Linked DNA regions of Zea mays: all the other regions are linked to region 3. A link is a contact called in public Hi-C data. All regions are on one chromosome and are shown on one strand. The core of a region is the stretch at or near the end of the contact, and the rest is flanking DNA. Distances in the headings are between cores, read along the strand shown.

The links. A called contact is a pair of places that touch in the nucleus more often than the background predicts.
Region 1: a contact with region 3 is called in a Hi-C map of leaf, with 1.9 times the contacts expected there. The contact joins the promoter of LOC100283476 here to the promoter of LOC100272406 in region 3. A contact is called at or near these places in 4 of 25 Hi-C or Micro-C datasets (leaf and tassel).
Region 2: a Hi-C map of leaf shows a contact between it and region 3, with 10 times the contacts expected there. The contact joins the promoter of LOC103627578 here to the promoter of LOC100272406 in region 3. A contact is called at or near these places in 3 of 25 Hi-C or Micro-C datasets (leaf and tassel).

What each region holds. Positions count from the first base shown.
Region 1 is chr5:206,456,606-206,460,534 of Zm-B73-REFERENCE-NAM-5.0, forward strand. It overlaps LOC100283476, which reads left to right and starts at 1,919. Exons shown (of 13, transcript NM_001156376.1): 1 at 1,919-2,148; 2 at 2,982-3,159. The coding sequence starts at 2,066.
Region 2 is chr5:206,806,584-206,810,502 of Zm-B73-REFERENCE-NAM-5.0, forward strand. LOC103627578 (DUF740 family protein) reads left to right here and starts at 1,888. Exons shown (of 1, transcript XM_008647879.4): 1 at 1,888-3,919.
Region 3 is chr5:206,649,651-206,654,044 of Zm-B73-REFERENCE-NAM-5.0, forward strand. LOC100272406 reads left to right here and starts at 1,905. Exons shown (of 3, transcript NM_001146884.1): 1 at 1,905-2,563; 2 at 3,044-3,586. The coding sequence starts at 2,201.

The DNA of each region.
Region 1 (3,929 bases), core at 669-3,168, 190 kb before region 3:
GATACCGTGAATGTTAATTTATTACGATCTTGGTTGAGAAAGAAAAGTTTGAGATCCTTCACGATTTCATTGGACCACTGGGTTTATATGTGTTCAAGTGTGGGAAATCACTGTCGGGCAGATGGTTTTCATACTTGACCTCTTATAGATCTGGTCGAGTTGCTGCACATGCGAACCGTGGAGAGTGGAGACGTGGAGTCTATAATCCAGTCTAACTGTGCGAGTGCGATGGCCCATGAGCCCATCAGGGCACATCTGCTTCATTCGTTATGCTCGACGGCAGTTGGAAATGGACTGATGCCCAACACTCCAATGACTTGAGCTAGTCCCCTCCATAACCTAGCAGTAGCAGTAACCGTCAGGCGCCTTTCTCCACTCTCCTCGGTGGCGGCGCCCGCATGCCCGGAGGCCTAGGCCCTCTCCTCGAAGGCGCTCGTCGGTCCTTTGCCGCTCGGGTAAATTGGGTATACCCGAACCCGAAATTGCGGGTAGTGTTTTTTGTTGGCTGTTATTGAGTAACAATTTCTATTACCCGAATTTATCAAAACCCGAACTACCCGACCCGAACCCGAACACCCAGTCTTAGTATTATTAGAGGCACCAGACCGATCTGACATGCCATCGAACCTCTGCCACATCAACCTAGTTGTTGGAGTTGGAGATTACCGTTTTTCTATCAGACGGTCCAGTGCACCATCGGACCGGGCGACACGCTAGCAGTTAGCTCCTCTTTGGCTTCAAAAATAACCTCTCTGAAAAGTGGTGTGACGACCCACGTGATCGGTCCAGTGCTCTAGCCGTCGGAGACCAGTTCCAGACCCCTCTACGCATCTGGTCCGGTGGACCACCGGATCGGTATGATGTGCCTCTACATAGACCAAGTTTGGCCAAACTTGAGCATTTTTTCTTCAAACGAGTTTGGCTAAACTTGAGGGTGTTTCTATGACTTAGACAAACATATCTAGTGACTTTCCAACTAGTATAAGCCATGAAACATGGTTGTTTAATTTTCTCCAACTCATATTCCTTTTCTAGCTTAAATTGGTTCAAAGTGGACAGTTGAAACAGAGCTATCCAACCTCTTTAATCTATCGAATATGTTCTTAGAGGTATTTAGAATTTATCCATAGTATAGAACTATTGCTAGTTCTTTTATCCCAAGATTTATCCCTCTAAGGCTGGATTTAAACGGTTTCTGACTTAGAAACTCTGAAGTCAATCTTATAAACCTATGAATCAAATACTTGTCAGACTAGTCAGTCTATATCATTGTAATGGTCATTAAACAACAAAATTAATATAGAAAATGATTTAAAGTCATTTCTCTTCTAAGTAGTCACGAGGAAAGAAAGAAAACACAAACCGAGAAAGAAGAGAGAAATACAATAAATTGATACGTTGTGTAACGAGTGATAGTGTGGGTATTTTATTTCTAACTTCAACAATTTAAGTTTGTTGGAGCATCCTTGAGGAGCTCTACTAAAATAGTGAATCTAACCATAGATCTACTCTAATCCAAATTTTATAGAGCTAGACGATTCGTGTAACTTTTCGTGAAGTAAATCTATTTTTAATAAATATAGTGCTGATTTTTTTTAATAAATATAGTGTTGATGGAGCTATCCTAAATAGATCCTAAATATTTATGTTTTGGATTAGAATTTCTCGAGGCCAAGGTAGTACCTAAACCATTCTTCTACTTCTTTGTATTAAACAATCCAAATTATTTTTACCACCGTTTCAGGGTTTTTTTCAATATTATTATACTGTTTTCTTTTCGGGGAAAAATCCAGGTCTGAACTCAGCACAAGTTTAAATTAAAAGTTGACGCTACGACCAAGCAAATATGCCATCCAGAAAGGTCTATTCTGCAAAAAAGAACACACCGTAAGCTCCCGTCCCGGACGGGGAAGACCTCGTGCTGCCGCCAGATCTAACCAAACCCCGCGCCCTCCTCACCGTCCGGCGAGCTACGGACTCAGCAGATCACCGTCGCTCGAGTTGTACCTGAAGGCGCGCCCGTGGAACCGGCCGCGAGATAAGGGCGGCGGGAAGGCGGGCGACGATGCCGGTGGCAGCGTCGGCCATCTACTTCCTCAACCTTCGCGGGGACGTCCTCATCAACCGCCTCTACCGTGATGATGTTGGGTATGTTGTGCCGCGGTGGGCTTGGAGCGCTAGATCTACGGCCCTGGGAGGGACCGATTAGTTCGCTTCTAGCTCGCATCTTCGTAGATCGCGATTATATAGTTTCATCCATTTTTCTTGTTGAAAATTCCGCTTGGACCGAGATGGGAAGCAGTCCTAGCTGATCTGATTCGTTAGCTGCTAAAATTGGGTCGTGTCACAGTCATGCCGAGCGTTACATTTTTGGAAGGATGCTTAATTCTCGGTATGCTTGCTCTCTGGAATCTAGAAAATAGATTATTAATCACTTAATCGGTGAATTCGTTAGATTCACCTAGAGTGCTTCACCTAGGACTGTCTAAAAGATGTGTCTGTGTACTAGGCTACTAGATTTTTTTTCCAGACTATCCACAACTTGTTTATCCCAACTTGCTTAGGGACTAAATTTTGTTGTAGCGAATCAGCGAGTGCTCACAAAGTCGATTGCTGCATAGTTGACTTGATCATTCATAGTGCGATTTTGCATTAGTGATATCTGCAGAGAAAATTTATGAACTGAACCCCATTTTGACAGCTTGAGTCTGAAACAATCTTTGTTTGTTATACATTCGTACCAAGCGATATTGTTTCACTTACACTAGTATAAGGCATATATTCAGTAAGTCATTTTATTTCCTTTTTTAAAATGGCTTATTTTTCATGACGACGCTAATTTACTACCACCATCTGTTCCCTTGTTTCTACTATTTTATATTTATTTGGCATCATTTTGGTGCCTTTATTCACATGTTTTGTTTACTTTATCTTGATCAACATAAATTTAGTGACTAGTGTTTTCATGTATGTTTATGCAGGGGAAATATGGTTGATGCGTTCAGAATGCATATCATGCAAACAAAAGAACTTGGCACATGCCCTGTTCGTCAAATAGGAGGCTGCTCCTTCCTTTATATGAGGATCAGTAATGTTTACATTGTGATCGTAGTTAGCAGCAATGCTAATGTTGCATGTGCTTTCAAATTTGTTGTCGAGGTATGCTACCCTTTCTGTGATATGCATGCATTAAAACGAAAATTGCATAGTCCATGAAATCATATTACAGTCTTGGTTTAGGAGTTTGAAATACAAATATTAAAATGACAGTTTTTATGAATTCCACCTACCTGTTTTGCATGTTATTTTTCTAGAATGAAAGGAGGAATCAGCCACTTATTTTGCTCGCTATTGCATTCCATTTCCATTATTTTCATAATCATAACCAAGTCCGTGCATATAATGTTGCAGATATGCGTAGAGAAAATATAGAGTAGGTGGGTAAAAATTTGTGAGACTCAAAGAGGAACCGATTTGTCACTTTGAGCTATACAAATTTTATGAGTTGCCTGATAAACATTGTTCTGTGATATTTCAAGAGAGTTAAAAAAAGGATCCATGAGCTTAGTTTATTATGCCATCTAGGTTGGCTTTACTTTGCAAATAGAACTTTTTTTTTGCTAACAGTGGGTATTCATGATATGCTAGTAACCTTGGAACACAAAAAATCTTACGGTTTCTTGTGCTTGTGCGCTTCATTATTGTTTATATTTGTTGACATATTCTAATAGGACTACTGTGATGTAGTCTGCTTTGTATGATTTCATGAGCACTTGTTTAGAACTTTGAATGAAACCACAACCCTTCTCATATGAACAAGTTAGCATGATTTAAAAATTAAATTTAGCTATTAGTTCAATGTGAAGAACTTTAAAAATGTCCTGTTGTTTTCTAAATAACTCGCGGTGATTTATCTCATTCTGTATCAC
Region 2 (3,919 bases), core at 638-3,137, 160 kb after region 3:
AGGATTGTGATTCTGATACTTCATCATTACAAACCCTAGAGTTTGGTGGGGATTGTTGGATCTTTTATGGGCTTGGCCCATTTATTGAATAAACTCTATGGTGTGTAATGGTGGAGAATACCAATAGTGCCACATTGGAAGTCCAAGGGTCTTTTGCCTTGACTTATATGGTGGGATTTATTCCACTTAACTTGAGAAGTCAAGAAATGGACAAGGGCGTGCCACACGCGCGCGCGCGCGCCGCCGGCCGGGCCGGGCGTGGCGTGGCGAGGCGAGGCAGGCAGGCAGGCAGGCGAGCGGGCGTGGTGTGGTTGTGTTAATTTTTAGCACTCACTAACCGCGTACGTCAGCCGAGTGACCCTGTCTCTTCGTCTGCCGAGTGACCCTGTCTCTTCGTCGGCCAGCCGAGTGACCCTTCTCCTTCAGCTGCCGACTCATGGCGTGACTCGGCGAGAGCTGGCCGACTCATGGCATAACTCGGCTAGAGCTGGCCGACTCTTGGCGTGACTCGGCGACCTTTCTCCTTCAGCTTCCCTCTGCGAGAGGTTAAATAGAGGAGCACCCCTGTCACTCGGTACACGCGAGAAACACTTTCAGAATCACATTTCAGCCGCCGAGTGAGGGTATTTCCATCTCGTGGCTCTGCGCGCACAGAGAGGCGAGAGGGCAGGTGCCTCCGAAGCCCTTGCCGTTCGAGACCCTGCTCGGGGGATCGGTAATTAGGTTTTTGGGAGCGTCTTCGCGACTGCCCAACGTCTGTCGTTGTCTTCATCGCTGGTTCCTGGCGTCTTCATCTCGATCGGATGACAAGAGAAGTTGGACAAGGATCAGGATCCTCGGAACGCATGGGAGGGTATGATCAATTCAGTTCGTTACTGTTTTATATTCTGCAAATTATATATGTCGTATGTACCTCTGTTCTATCGTATTATGATATGTTATATCTGTCTGTTTTAATTGTACAGTCATCCTGTTTATATTGTTATTTGTTTATTTCCAGTTGTTACGCAATAATCCATGAACCATGTTTATATACTTATTTTATTTATATGATTTACATGCTTCATATGCTTTGTGTTCTCATGATCCATATTGTTATGGATATTTTTGAGATCACGTTTTCTATGTTTGATTATCTATTATATGTTATCATCATAATGTTAATTTATGGAATTAAAATGGTACAGAAAATGCCTATATTTCTAACACCAATCAGCCCGGTAATCATACATAAAAAACCGTGAGTATAGTATACTGTAGCAATTTTCTACGAAATTATGGTGATAAGTTCCATACAGAATTATACACAAAGTGAAAGCTAGGAAATCGGAATTTACAGAACAAAAAAAAAGTCACGGGTTATCTGGTCGTTCGCTGTTCTTTTTTTTCTGTCCGATGAAGGTTGATTAGTGGAGTCAGAGTCGGTTACTAATGTCTCGATTATCTAGAACAAAAACGTTTTCTCCACTACTGGGTTTGTTGGGCTTACACAGTGTGATAGGCCTTCGTTCTTCGAATCAGAAACGGCATACCTATACGATCTGGCGAGTACATTTGTGGTCCATGGGCCCAACAAATCCGCCGCACTGCTCGTTATCCCTCGCAGCAAGTTTTCGCCAAATCTCGGCTACTAGCCCACAGCCCACCCGGCCACAACACAAGGCAAGGCCTGCCATTTGTCGTTTGCCAGCCCGTTTGAACTGGGACTCTCCGTCGGCTCTATAAGCTGGCAGCCACGTTTTGTGTTCTATCTTCAGGACCTATTTGTATCCTTTTGGTGCTCTTCTATTCAGATTCAATATAAATATATCAGGTGGGGACCCCCGCATGATGAAAAAATTTGTACCGTAATAGAGTCTAGCTGAACTCTGACTGGGCGATATTACACATATGCTAGGCACACCATTAAAGCAGAAGAATGGAGAGATACAGAACATGATGAAATGAGCATTGCATTAGACAATACAACATCATGGGAAGGCACAATCGAAATTGCAAGAGTTTGCCACCAAATTAGCTGAAACAACAGGTGCCTCGTACAAAAATATATTTTGCAGAGATAAGCAGACAGGGAAAGTGAGAGCATGAGCAGTGCACTTGTCAGGTAAATGGTTGCTAAATGGCTACGGTACGGTAAGGATGGGCTGTACATAAAGCAAATTTTCGAATCGGCACATGGGTTGTAAATATCGGAGATAACTATGTGCTATGCAGGTAGGATTTAAAGGGGAGAAGAGACGCTAGGTTATGTCAGCCATGTACGTGAGAGCAAGATTAAGCATGCAGTATGAACATTGAATGTGTTGTGCTGAAAATTCCTTAATATGTAGGATCTAGATTAAGCATGTAGCGTGGAAGAACTGGGCTGCGGCTTGCCATTAGAACCCAAATATCCTCACCAACACTCACAACCCCCAAAATGCACTGAGAACTGAGTCAAACATGCAGATATGACGCACCATCAAAATTAAAGTTTTAAAAAAAACACAAGCAAGCATAATTTTTATCAAGAGAATCAGGTTGGTTAAATTCTACTCACTCCGTCTCAATTTATAATTCATTTGAAAGTTTGATCGACTCATCTTATTATTTTTTGTGCGAAAAATAAAAAAGTAGATCCATACTTGAAGTATCCCAGTAAAGTTAATAATAATTGTAGTTTTTTAGAATAAGATGAGACGATCGAACTTCCTGTAAAAAAGTTGAACGGATTATAAATTGGGATAGAGTGTGTATTTCACAAGAAAATTGACAACATAAATAAAAAGATTTCTGAGTCCTCAACGTGTCAAAAAATAGGAAATTCACATGGCCTCGATATCGGTGCATCTAGTCCATCGGTGATAAATCCTTGCTCTAGGTTCACCGCTATAAGGTCCATCAAAACGAAGCTTCTAACTTATCCTTCACACTAACAAACATATGAGTATGATCCTGAATTTATATATCAAGTTAGAAGGGCGTATATACAAAAGGACCATACCAACCTACTCCCTCTGTCCCAAAATGCTTGTCGTTCTCGCTTTTCGAGGAGTCAACCATTCTAAACTCCGACCAAATAGATAAAAGAAAGCGTGAATGTTTATAGTACATAATTGGTATCATTAGGTAGATATTTAAATTTATTATTTAGTGAAATTATTTGGAGATACAAATGTTGCTAATATGCTCTATAATCTAGTCAAACTTGAGAAACTCTGACCGACACGAATGTCAGAGCGACAAACATTTTGGAACAGATGTTGTATTATAAAATTTCATACAGAAAAATTGAAGATGTGACACGATTTTTTTCACAATCATGGCAGATTAAATTTAATTAGATAGAATATAGCAAGTCTTAGGATGGAGCATATTGTTTCTATTGTTTTCTATTTAAGTAACCAGGTTGGACAAATCAATTTGGCTATAGGGTACTCGCTTAAACTAGATTTAGTAATTAGAAACATGCATACAAATCATTGGTGGAGCATGTTGGTGGTGTCAACAATATCCACAACAAATGTTTAAAGCATTGTGATGATTTTAATTATAATGATTTCAAGAATTAAAGACAGAGAATAACAAGGCAGCACACTAGAACATCATAAGAAGCCATAAAAATTACCTAAGCTCTCAATAAATCTTAGTCTAGCTCAGCCAGAGTTTGCACCAGATGCTCAGCTACATGATCTAGCACCCGTTATAAATGGCGTACGTGTAGTATATCAAAAGCGATTTTGTGGTTGAAAGCGACCGGACCGCTCTCTCAAGTTCCCCACCTAATCATTGACCTACCTAGTTCTTCCACGAGCCTAATTAACGCGGAGCAACGTGACAGCGAGACTAAGACCCCCACTGAAGTACTGGCCGTCGAGGGGAGCCGGGATTAGACTGCACTAATTGGTCCCGTTCGCCGTCGTCGGCGGGATACAGCATG
Region 3 (4,394 bases), core at 655-3,154:
TTATAGTATTGGTTGTGTACCTAGATATATACTATGTCTAGATATATACATAAGCGAAAGGTAAAAAAACCAGAAATGAAATGATAAAACATCTTACAAGTTAAAATGGAATAAGTACTCACTGTTACAAGAGCAGAGACCCAGGAAACCGACGGTAGAAAATTAGAAATGGATGGCGAACCTTGCCGGTCATATTAAACTTTTACCGTCTTTGTCTTCTTGTTGTATTACACTCCAGATGAGCAGATTGTTCTATGAACCCAAGCGGCAATAATTGATGGTGAAACACGCGTACGGAGATATATACTCCCCTCCATCCTAATAAAGAGTTAAAGACAACACAATTCAAGATTTGAACCAACTCCAAAGTTATTCAGTAGTTGTGGGAGTCCCCCTCCTCCCGGCGATTGTCAGAATTTCTTAAATTTAGCTAAATTCATATGAAAATAGCAAAAACATATTTATTTCTTCAAATAAGATCATAACAGAAATATATTCTATAATTAGTCAAATAATATATATTCGGTAGTATAAGTGTTATTATTTTTTATATAGATTTATTAAATTTAAAAATATTTAACTTCTCGAATATATATATATATATATATATATATATATATATATATATATATATATATATATATATATATATATATATATATATATATATATATATATATAGGCTAGCGGACTGGCTCTTTTATTGACGGTGTTTTAAGTGTCTAACGTTAAATTTTAGGGCATGGTTTCCACATGCATGTACTTAATAAGCTTCAAAGGTGAACTGCATTGCACACTTGCCGGCTTGACGCATTGTTTGCTAGCCTGTCTCTCTGGTCATACTACAAGATTAGCTGAAAAGCTGCGCAGATTCTCGCCGGACAGTATACTAATCGGATGCTGTCATTTGGGGGTTCGTCGGCACGTCCCGTGTCCTCTAGCTGCCAGCCGCACCTTTTTGCCATGTGTGCTTGCATGTACTGTCTCGAATCCGTTGCACGTACGTACGTATGCATTGTGAGTAAACAGGGGGGGGGGGGGGGGGGGGGGGGTCACCCCGCCCCGCCAGCAAACGCGCGCGCGCATGTCCCGGTACGGTGTCCCCGTAGCCTGGACAAGGACAACGTCACCGTAGGTACTATGCATGGTAAAATCAGGGCGAGTACGGCGTGAATGAATCAATGTCGACAAACAGCTATAGCTAGCGCGTGTGTCCGAGAAGTTTAGCCGAGCCCTGAATTCGTGGGCTGGTGATTGGTGTGGTCGATGCATGATTGACCGCTCTAGGACTTACGGTACCCTCCGACCTCGCGTAGCACTAGCACTAGCACAGAAGTAGTGCAAGCCAACGTTGTTACTCATGTGACCTGCTGCTTTCTCTATACTGTTAATCCATGTGACCTTGGTACTTACCACTGTCTCCAGCTGCTGCATCTCGTGTGATGGATTGGTCCTCTAATCCTCTTCACGGGCATAACCGGTCTGGTTCTCAGTTCCTTGTAGTATTGCACAGTACGTGCAGGCAGCTGGCAGTGGCACCTCATTAATCCTGGTGCTAATTGTCCTAGTCGCGCCATTAATCTCCCAGCTGAGACTAACACCACCATATTCACCGTACCATCTCTGACCTTTCTTGCAGTTGCAGCTAGCTCCTCCACGGTTCTTTTTCTGAGCTCTGCTAGTCTGCTACCCTACCCAACACGGCGCGGCGTAGGGCGTAGCACATAAAAAGAACGCAGCTTTTGGCCACATTTGATGCCCATGAGTCACTGTTGGCGCTGCCGATTTGCCGAAGCCACGGCTAGTAGCTCCTCCACCTACATGCATCCACTGTTCGTCTTCGTCGCCTCAAACCTTATCCTTCCCCCCGGCCCGTATACTCAGCCCACCACTAGGGAGAGAAAGAAACATACGCATGCCACCAACGCAAGGACCTCAGATCCTCAGATACGCATCAGTTGGCACCAGCGGCAAAGCTGCGGCGGCGAAGAGCGATAAGTAGTAGACCGGGGGGCGGTGCGGCGTGCAGCGCGCTAATAGGCGAACCCCGCACGCAGACGCAGGCGCAGCTAGCTTCGCAACAAGTAAACGATACCTCGCGTCGCCAAGAGCTTACCGACACCGAGAAGCAGCCACGCGCTCGCGGAGCTAGAGCTAGAGCCTAGAGCTAGAGCGCGAGAGCGACCGTCGGCCACTCGCCATGTCGGCGCTAGTGGACGCGCTGTGCGCGCCGCCCAGCGACACCGCGCTCGTCTACGACACCTTCAACGCGGCCAACTTCCTCTTCGACGCCGCCGCGTTCTGTGACGGCGCCGGCATTGTCGCCGCCCCGGCGTCCGCGCACCAGGCGCCCGTGGAGGCGCAGGCAGCGACGACGTCGGCGGCGCCGACGACGACGGCTAGGGCCAGGAAGCGGCGGCGGCGGCCGAGGAGCTGCAAGTCCAGGGAGGAGACCGAGACCCAGCGGATGACGCACATCGCCGTCGAGCGCAACCGCCGCCGCCAGATGAACGAGTACCTCGCCGCGCTCCGCTCCATCATGCCGGAGGCCTACGTCCAGAGGGTACGCGCGCGCGCAGCAAGAGGACACCGTCTCGTGTCAAGCGTGTTCCTTTCTTCTGTTCTCTACCTGTTCTTCCAGTGTTCGACGACACAGGAAGAAAGCGACGGCGGAGCAACCGTGGCGGGGAATGTTTCTTCTCCCGAAAGAGACCCGCCACTTTCGAGTTTCATGCAATGCAATGCAATGCCTCCCCTTTTTCTAGGTCAAACGTGACTATTTTACGCCTGCCATTCACTACCTACCTTTAAGCCTTTAATTCTCTTCACTGTTGGATTTCTTTGTTCAGTCTTGGCGGGGGCACCAACAAACCATGCATTAATGTGTCCCCCTCTCTTCCATTGACTTATCTCTCGCTCTTGCAGAGAATAACTCCTCCTCTCTTCCATTCAATGCTCCTTGATGTAGTAGTAGTAGTAATAACTCCTGCTGGCTCCATGGTCCAATTCCTGACAAAACTAACGGTTCCGGAAACATTCGCAGGGCGACCAAGCTTCCATCGTCGGAGGGGCAATCGAGTTCGTGAAGGAGCTGGAGCAGCAGGTCCAGTGCCTCGAGGCGCAGAAGCGGAAGCTGCTGGTTCACCAGCGCGTGGCGGCGGCGAAGCCTGCAGACGCGACGCCAATGCGCGCCAGCAGCAGCGGCGCCAGGGCCTGCTGCGCGGATTCGGCGGCGGCGGCGGCGACGACGAGCAACTGCAGCAGCGGCTTGACGACGGAGGACGCGGCGGCGGACCACGCGCTGCCGCCGCCCCCGTTCGCGCAGTTCTTCACGTACCCGCAGTACGTGTGGTGCCACTCGGCGGCGCGCGACCCCGCGGAGGAGGAGGACGGGCGGCGGTCAGGGGTGGCCGACGTCGAGGTGACCCTGGTGGAGACGCACGCCAGCGTCCGAGTGATGACGGCGCGGCGGCCCGGGCAGCTGCTCAGCCTGGTCACCGGGCTGCAGGCGCTCCGCCTCGCCGTGCTCCACCTCAGCGTCGTCACCGCGCTGGACGCCCTGGTCCTCTACACCACCAGTGTCAAGGTACATAACTGTACTAAAAAAGTAAGTTTTGATTCATTCCTGCGCTTTTTTTTTGTTGTTGATGGAGTAGGACAAGGATTTTGCATTGAACACAAACCGATGCACAAGCACAAGTTTCCTCCCTATAAACTGCAGGGATCTTGCACGACGAATCAAGCGATTCTTTTCTAGCAGCAAAGTTTGCGCGCGTCTCTTTCTCTCCACGAACATCATTTAGGGACCATGAGGTCTCTCTCTGCACGAACTAAAAATCAATAGAAAATCGATAGGCTGGGCTGAGCTCTGAGGTCTCCATGTCTATTTGATTAGGCGGCAATGGCATCCATCTTTACCAGCAGTAGGACTGGAACTAAAGCGTGTCAGATATTCTCCTGCTGCTGGATGTGTAGACAAAACATCCAGGGGTCATGACTCATCACATCGCTGCGGTCCAGCGGGCAGGAGAGGTCGTTTCCTGCAACAAGCTCGAACCGCTGCATGTATTATTGTTGCCTTTGCCTTGTTGGAGTCGAATCGGTCATTTATTTTTTTGCCCCCGGAATCTACTACGCAGTAGCTCTGATGACAATTCGATGGACGACCTGACACGAACGCTGGACGCCTGGGTCTTTTCTACGCAGCGGCGTTGGTGGTGCTTGCTTTTGACCGGAGAGCAGCGCCCAGGGAGGCAGGGATGCGCCGGGGCCTGCCTGCCGTGCTAGAGAGCCCACAGAGCCACCGCCATGCCATGCGTTGGTGAGCTCTGAGCTCGCATTGCATTGCATTGCACGCAGGGCTACGTACGCTATGCTCTGGATTGTCAATAGAT